Regions from separate parts of the Mus musculus genome. Here region 2 is linked to region 1. A link is a contact called in public promoter capture Hi-C data. All regions are on one chromosome and are shown on one strand. The core of a region is the stretch at or near the end of the contact, and the rest is flanking DNA. Distances in the headings are between cores, read along the strand shown.

Region 1 (3,650 bases), core at 752-3,251:
TCTCTCTCTCTCACACACACACACACACACACACACACACATATCAATGAGTCTGCCTTCAAAAATTACTTTAGAGATTCCAGGTGTCTGCCAAAATACTCCAAGTCAGGTTCTCCTCTCTCTCTCTCTCTCTCTCTCTCTCTCTCTCTCTCTCTCTCTCTCTTTCTTCCCTTTTTTCTTTCTTTCTTTCTTTCCTGCCTCTGCCTTCTGAGTGCTAGGATCAAAGGAGTGTGCCACCACCAACCAGCCACATTTTATTTCTTTAAGGAAACAGTCATTTTTGCAGGTTGGTGCCACCATGAACTGGGGAGTTGAATATGAAGAGCCTTAGGCAGACTGAGTAGGCACCCTAACACCACATGGGACTATGCCCACAGCTTGCTTATCTTTAAGTCTGCACTCGACATTGTAACTGAAGGGAAGCCGGGTGCTTACAGTTATAATGCTGTCTGCTAAAGATGATGCCCCCCGCCCCCGTAACATGTAGAGTCAAAAACAAAACAAACAAACCTCCTTCCACATTAACAATCAGAGTGGGACTGTGGGGAACCAATGACTTGTGATGTATTATACAGGCATTTGAAGCCTACTCTGAATGACACCTGGTGTCTGTTCCAATCAAGAGTTAGCTAATTAGTTACTTAGTGCAGTAAGACTAACTGCTTAGCAAGACAGAAGTCAGCGGGTCCCTTAGATGGGGACACTGACAAACAGCTCATGAGATAAACTCAGAGCTTTAGTTCTGCCAACTCCAAAGATCTTCCACTCCTCTCAGGGGTGCAATCCCTTTTCCAGGAGCACCAGATGCAACTGTACAGTAGTGTTTAATAAACTCTCTACTGCCAATTTGTCTTTTTTTTTTTTGCAAATTAATTTACAGCCCAAGTGCCACTGTCTTCAACTCAATAGATAGAGATGACTTTGAACGAAGATCACAGCCAACGACACGAAATTTTTTTGCAGTTCATGAATTTTTCCCATGTTGTTTCACTTATCTTCCCCCATCCCAAACACACACAGACACACACACACACACACACACACACACACACACACACACACACACACACATTAAAGAGAACACCCAGCCCTTCGAGGTTCTACTCATGTGGAGAGGGTTTCCTATATCAGTCCCAAGTCCGCTCATTTTTCCCCCTCCCAGTCTCTATGTGCAGTATGAAAGGTCTGTTTTCCAGATAGCTGGGCAAAAGCCGCTTTCAACTTGGATTAACTTTCTGGATGCTGGTTTTCCAATTTTTGCTCTGGTAAGTGTTTACTCTGTCGTCATCTCTTCTGTATCTTCCAGTGGGCTCAGTTTTATTTTCTCAATGCCATATGTTTACTGAACTTTTAAAGAGATAAGTTAAATTGAGGAACTGAGGAAGGCTAACTCAGACACCAGACACTTCCCCTAGCTACAGGCACTCAGGAAACACGCCGTGAGAATATGGGAAGAAAGGGGTTCTACCTTCCAGGACCATGGGAAAATAAATTCCTATTGTTTAAGTCACCGGTGTGAAGTGTTTTTCTTTGGGGGTGGGAGGCAGCCTTAAGCAAACTAATACATGTCTTTAGGGACATTAAAAATACATATCCCGGAATTTTTTTTTTAAGTTTATTGTTTTCTAGGCCCCTGTTGCCTTTTGGATTGTCTATTTTTCTACTTATCGAATTCACCAGAATTAGGAGATTAGGAGAGAGCAGGAACTGCGTGCGATTTAAGGCTGCATCCTGAAGCCTTAAGAATGAAAGAATGACAGAGAAGCGGCTTCTCCAGGAAGACTCGCCGGGCCACGGGGTACAGGAGACCCTCAGCAGGGGCTGCCGGCTTCGCTGGACACCGCCCCTGGGTCTGCCCGGGCGGCTTCCGGCTTCCGGGATCTGGGTCGCGCAGCACCCGGGTGGGCGGAGCCACGGGCAGGGCGCTGACGCGAGCAGCGTGGGGTGGGCGGGTCCCGGGTGGAGGCGCGGGGACACGAACCGGGCTAGAGGGGCGGGGTGAAACGGCGGAGCTCGGGCATCTGAGCCGCAGCCGGCGCCGCAGGTCCTGGGCTGGGACAGAAGGCCGGGCAGGACGCCTGTGCGCGCGGAGCTCCGCTCCCGGGTGCGGCGGGTGAGAAGCGGGAGAGGCCGGTGTCCAGCCCGGAGGCCGACGGTGTCCTGTGTCCCTCGGAAGCCACGCTGCGCACTGGGCGCCGCGGTGTGAGCGTGGAAGGCTGGCGGGAACGGATCCGGAGATCCTCCGGTGAGTAGGCGACTCTGCTGCGGAGCTGCGAGCTCGACCGGGTGGCTGCCTGCGAAGTTCTGCCGATGGGTCGTTCAGCAAGCTTCTGGGATTGCCAGCTCCTTCGGAAGGAACAGCACAAAGTTTGCACTTAGTGACGAGACTTTTTACATAGTCGGGGCTATTTGCACCAACTCCGGTCTTTTTGGACAGGCAGTCTTTCACCTTTCCTCCTCTTCCCCCAGACTTCAAAGAGCAGTCCCCTCCCCGAGAGAGAGCTGCGTTTGGGTATCAGGTCCACTGAATCTGGTCCCAGTGTCCACAACTATTCATATGCTGAATGGGCGATTCAGATGATGGATTCGGGTTGTTTCCAAATTGCTGTTATGGTCAGTTCTGTAGTGGTTCTACTTGCACTTGACATACTATATTTCCTCCTCTCCAGCTCTGTGGGAGCACATAACCCTGCAGTTTTAATTGCATCTGAACCGGGGATTCGTTTCACCAGCTGTGCTGGGCATTTGGAGTGTGTGATGACGACTGTTGCTGCTGGCTTATGACAAAGCGCAGCCCTGTGAATTACTGTTTTATCAACTGAGATATTCAAGCTGAGCTTTCTAATTGTTTTCTAAAATAACTCTAAAACATGATGGCCACTGGGGCCCCGTAAAGGCTTTGGCAGACAGGTCTGATGCCCTGGTAAAAGGAGAGAACCAACTCTCAAAAGTTGGCATGTGACCTCCACCCCCATAAATAAACGCATGTGATTTTTTTTATTTTTAATTTTTTTTAAAGATTTATTTCTTTATTATAAGTACACTGCAGCTGTCTTCAGAAACCCCAGAAGACGGTGTCAGATCTCATTAGGGATGGTTGTGAGCCACCATGTGGTTGCTGGGATTTGAACTCAGGACCTTTGGAAGAGCAGTCAGTGCTCTTAACTGCTGAGCCATCTCTTCAGCCCGTGATTTTTTTTTTAAACTTTAAGATAATGTTTATTGTACAGCTTTAAAATAAAAAGGTCTTAATTGTTAACTTAGTAGACCTAACATTGTCTCAACACTGCATCCCTGTGCAGTAGTTAACATCCACATTTTATAGATGAGGAAACTGAAGGTCAGACTTGAAGTGCCTCAGGTCTCAGCTTTACATACAGGTCAGACATCAAAGAGCCTTCCTTGGCGCCAGCTCCAAATATGTAAGCAGGCAGAAGGGGCATGCAGCTTACAAGGTGGTCAGGTCAGGGCATGTGGACATTTGTACTTTTTTTTTTCCTTTGGTACTGGCGTCTTTGTATCTATGTGTTTAAAGTTGAGGGTTACTTCTGTATCCAGGACACTATTATTTCAGTATTGGTGCCGAATCTTCTAGGCCTTTTTGCAGCTATAAAGACAGTTCTGGACTTCTGGCTGTATGATGGGTTCTC
Region 2 (3,379 bases), core at 515-3,014, 3.7 Mb before region 1:
AAAAAAGATCAAGTGTAGAGGCAGGAAAGAGACTTTTTGTACTGTGACCTTTTTCATATCCACTTGTCCCCTGGACTCTCTGAAGAGGGCTTCCATGTGTTCTTCAGTAGGAGAGACTTTACCAGGGTCAGGTAAAATGGATGCAATTAAAGAGTCTGGAAGCCTGTGTCGTGGTACATGTCTTTAATCCCAGCACTTGGCAAGTGGATGTCTGTGAATTCGAGGCCAGCCTGGTCTACATTGTGACTTCTAGGACAGCTAGGACTACATTGTGACATCCTGTCTCAATAAAACAAAAACAACAAGGAGCTGGCTGAAGATTAGTCTCCCATAGTGGAAAAGATTCCAAATGCCAACAGATGAAAACATACGGGGGTGGGGTGGGGGTGGGGGTGGAGGGTGGCAGGCATGGGGGGGGGGAGAGCACAAACAAACCCAAACATTGCTGTGATGCTTGGCTGGGTCCAACTCTCTCTTGTGCTACTTAAAGGTAGCTTTAGTGGTGACAAAAATAACAGGATGGCTGGGCACACTGTCACACACTTGTAATCCCAGCTCTTTGCAGACGCAAGAGATCACTGTGAATCTGAGGCCAGCTTGATCTATGAGTGTCAGTGCAGCCAGGCCTACATAGCTAGACACTGCCTCAAAACATCAAACCTAATCAGACTAAGTCAACCCCAATAAAACAAACTAACAAAACAAAACAAAACAAAAACAGAAACAAATCAATTTTATTGTGAACCTGCTAACAAGTAAACCCAACATTAAGCACTGAAAACATATGTCTTTTAAACCTCAAAATCCTGAGGGTATAGTATTATTTTATTATTTTACAACTAGATGTGGATACCAAGCCTCAGCAAAACTAACTTTCCTTGGTTAAGAGCAGAGCTGGCACCAGAACACTCCCTCCACAGTTCGCGGCTCTCTATCCATCACATTAACTACCTTATGTTAAGTCGGCCAGCTAGACGCACAACTTTGATGGCTGTGAAGGACTCGGAACTTTATTGCTATTAGATGATTCTTTTCTACTCTGCTTATAGATACAGTTCTGCCACTCAGAGCCCTTGATACTCCTATGAGCAAGACCAGTCTGCTATTATTATGTTCGTTTTATGGGTGAGAAAAATGATGCTCTTTAAAGTCAAGCAATCAGCTCAGAGCCACGCAGCCAGAAGTCAGCTGAGGAGCCAAATATGGTTTTAAAGTACTCTTTCTAGTATACTGTAAGATTCACATTATTTCTAGTTTTTGGTTTGTTTGTTTTTGTTTTGTTTTTAGACTGCGATTTATTTTACTATGTAGCCCTGGCTGGCCTGGCAATCACTATGTAAGACCAGGTTAGCCTTGAACTTACAGAAAATTGCCAGCTTCTACCTCCAGAGAGCTGGGGTTAAAGGTGTGAGCCACGTTCTAGTTCTACTTAGAATCTTAACCCACACCAAGTCTCAGGTGACAGCACATGCGCACACGCAAGCCGAGCGTAGCCAGAGAGCAGTGCCAGCCATGTGTTCCCAGATGCCAACGTGCGGCCTGGAGCGAAGTCTAGGTCTCTGGACCAGTGGACGTTCTCTGCGAACCGAGAGCTGTGAAAGAATCCCAAGACTCTAGCTTTGGAAACTACATCTCCCAGAACCCTCCGATTCAGGCCGCTTGAGAGGGGCTGTATTTCCGGTAAAGCAGGCTTCTGATAGGCTGCATTGCAAGCCGCGTCTTGGGCCTGCTTCCGGTGTCTTGGCGGACGCGGCGGGGTGGGTAGTGCTGTCGTGGTGGTGGAGTTTGCTGAGCATTTCCTAGACCTCAGTAGGCATGTCGGCGGCTTTTCGCAAGGCAGCCAAGACCCGGCAGCGGGAACACCGAGAACGAAGCCAGGTAGGCCCTCGCAAGCCTCAGGGGCGCCTGCAGTGGCCCCCGCCCCCTCGCTGTCCCTGCATCCGGATACGGGACAGCGCATCTGCCTTCAGTCAATACCCAACACATGGGGCCTGACCCCAGCGTGCCTTGTCGGGGAGACCCAGGGACAGGGTAGGAGGATTGTCATTCTCTACGGTAGAGGGTCAGTGGGTAATTGAGTGAGGCAGGGTGTGCTAGAGGCCTTTCCCTGGGAACTTGAGACCAAAGTCAAAGGAATGTAACCGAGTGACCAGCGACAGTAGGCGCCTCACAACCGACGCATGCCCGGGTGTTCCTAAACTGGGCCCAACTTTTGGCATGGGATTTGCGGTTCGTGTAGATCTGTCATATGCTTCCCCCTAAAATCGTGGCACTTTCCTTATCCCTTCTGGAGAATGTCTTGACCATTTACAAACTTTGCTGGACCTCATAGCCCAGGTCTATAATGGCATCTACCCAAGAGGCCAAGGCAGAAGGATCCCAAAATCGGGGCCTGTCTGGGTCACTTAGACCTGACTCAAAAATCTAAAAAAATTCTAGACATAGGCCTCAATGGTGAACTGCTTGCCTAGCAAGTAAGGGCAGTAGGCGTAGTCCTTGGTAAGAAGAAAAAAAGGAGGGAAGTGGGGAGTTCCCCCACTTAATTTAGTTAGAATAAATAGGTGTGGATTTACTCAGGAGAATGTGTTAGGGTTTGGATATGCAATACAAATAAAGATGTATGCAGAATCACTTTATCCACTTTGCCATTCTCAGAAATTACATCATAACTGGTTCAAACAAGCTTTTAACAAGCCTTGGAGAGAGGGCTTAGCCGTTAAGAGTACTCGGCTGCTCTCTCAGAGTTCAAATCCTAGCACTCACATTGTGGGTTCACAAATAGCTTTAACTCCACTCTAGGAATTCCACCACCCCCTCTGGCCTCCATAGGCCCTGCACTCACATTCATTCATATTCTTTATCTCTCTCTCTCTCACACACACACTAACTTTTTTTTTTTTTTTTTTGGTTTTTCGAGACAGGGTTTCTCTGTATAGCCCTGGCTGTCCTGGAACTCACTTTGTAGACCAGGCTGGCCTCGAACTCAGAAATCCGCCTGTCTCTGCCTCCCAAGTGCTGGGATTAAAGGTGTGCGCCGCCACCACTGCCCGGCCACACTAACATTTTTTAAATTAAAAGATTACTGAGTGTGAGTGTGTGAGCGGGTGTTTGTGGGAGCACATCCTGGGCCAGGGTTGTGATTTGTCCGACATCCTGACGTGGGTGCTGGGATCTGGAAGAGGAGAATCTGTGTTTAACTGTTAAGCCGTCTTTTTACTCCTCAAACAAATATTTTTTATTATTATTTTTCTTTTCTTTTTAAAGGCAAGAGGATCAATAGTTCAGGGAACGCATCAGATTTTAGGATGTTCTGGGCTCCATGAGACAGGATCTCAACAAAACAAAACAGGCTGGGAAAGTGGTGCAGCTAGCAGATGTG

Evidence for each region. Promoter capture Hi-C pulls out the DNA fragments that hold promoters and counts their contacts.
Region 2: a promoter capture Hi-C map of pre-B cells shows a contact between it and region 1. The contact joins the promoter of Utp11 here to the promoter of Zfp69 in region 1. A contact is called at or near these places in 1 of 39 promoter capture datasets (pre-B cells) and 1 of 484 Hi-C or Micro-C datasets (B cells).

What each region holds. Positions count from the first base shown.
Region 1 is chr4:120,950,039-120,953,688 of GRCm38.p6, reverse strand. Zfp69 (zinc finger protein 69) reads left to right here and starts at 2,001. Exons shown (of 6, transcript NM_001384119.1): 1 at 2,001-2,245.
Region 2 is chr4:124,691,939-124,695,317 of GRCm38.p6, reverse strand. It overlaps Utp11 (UTP11 small subunit processome component), which reads left to right and starts at 1,764. Exons shown (of 8, transcript NM_026031.3): 1 at 1,764-1,878. The coding sequence starts at 1,816.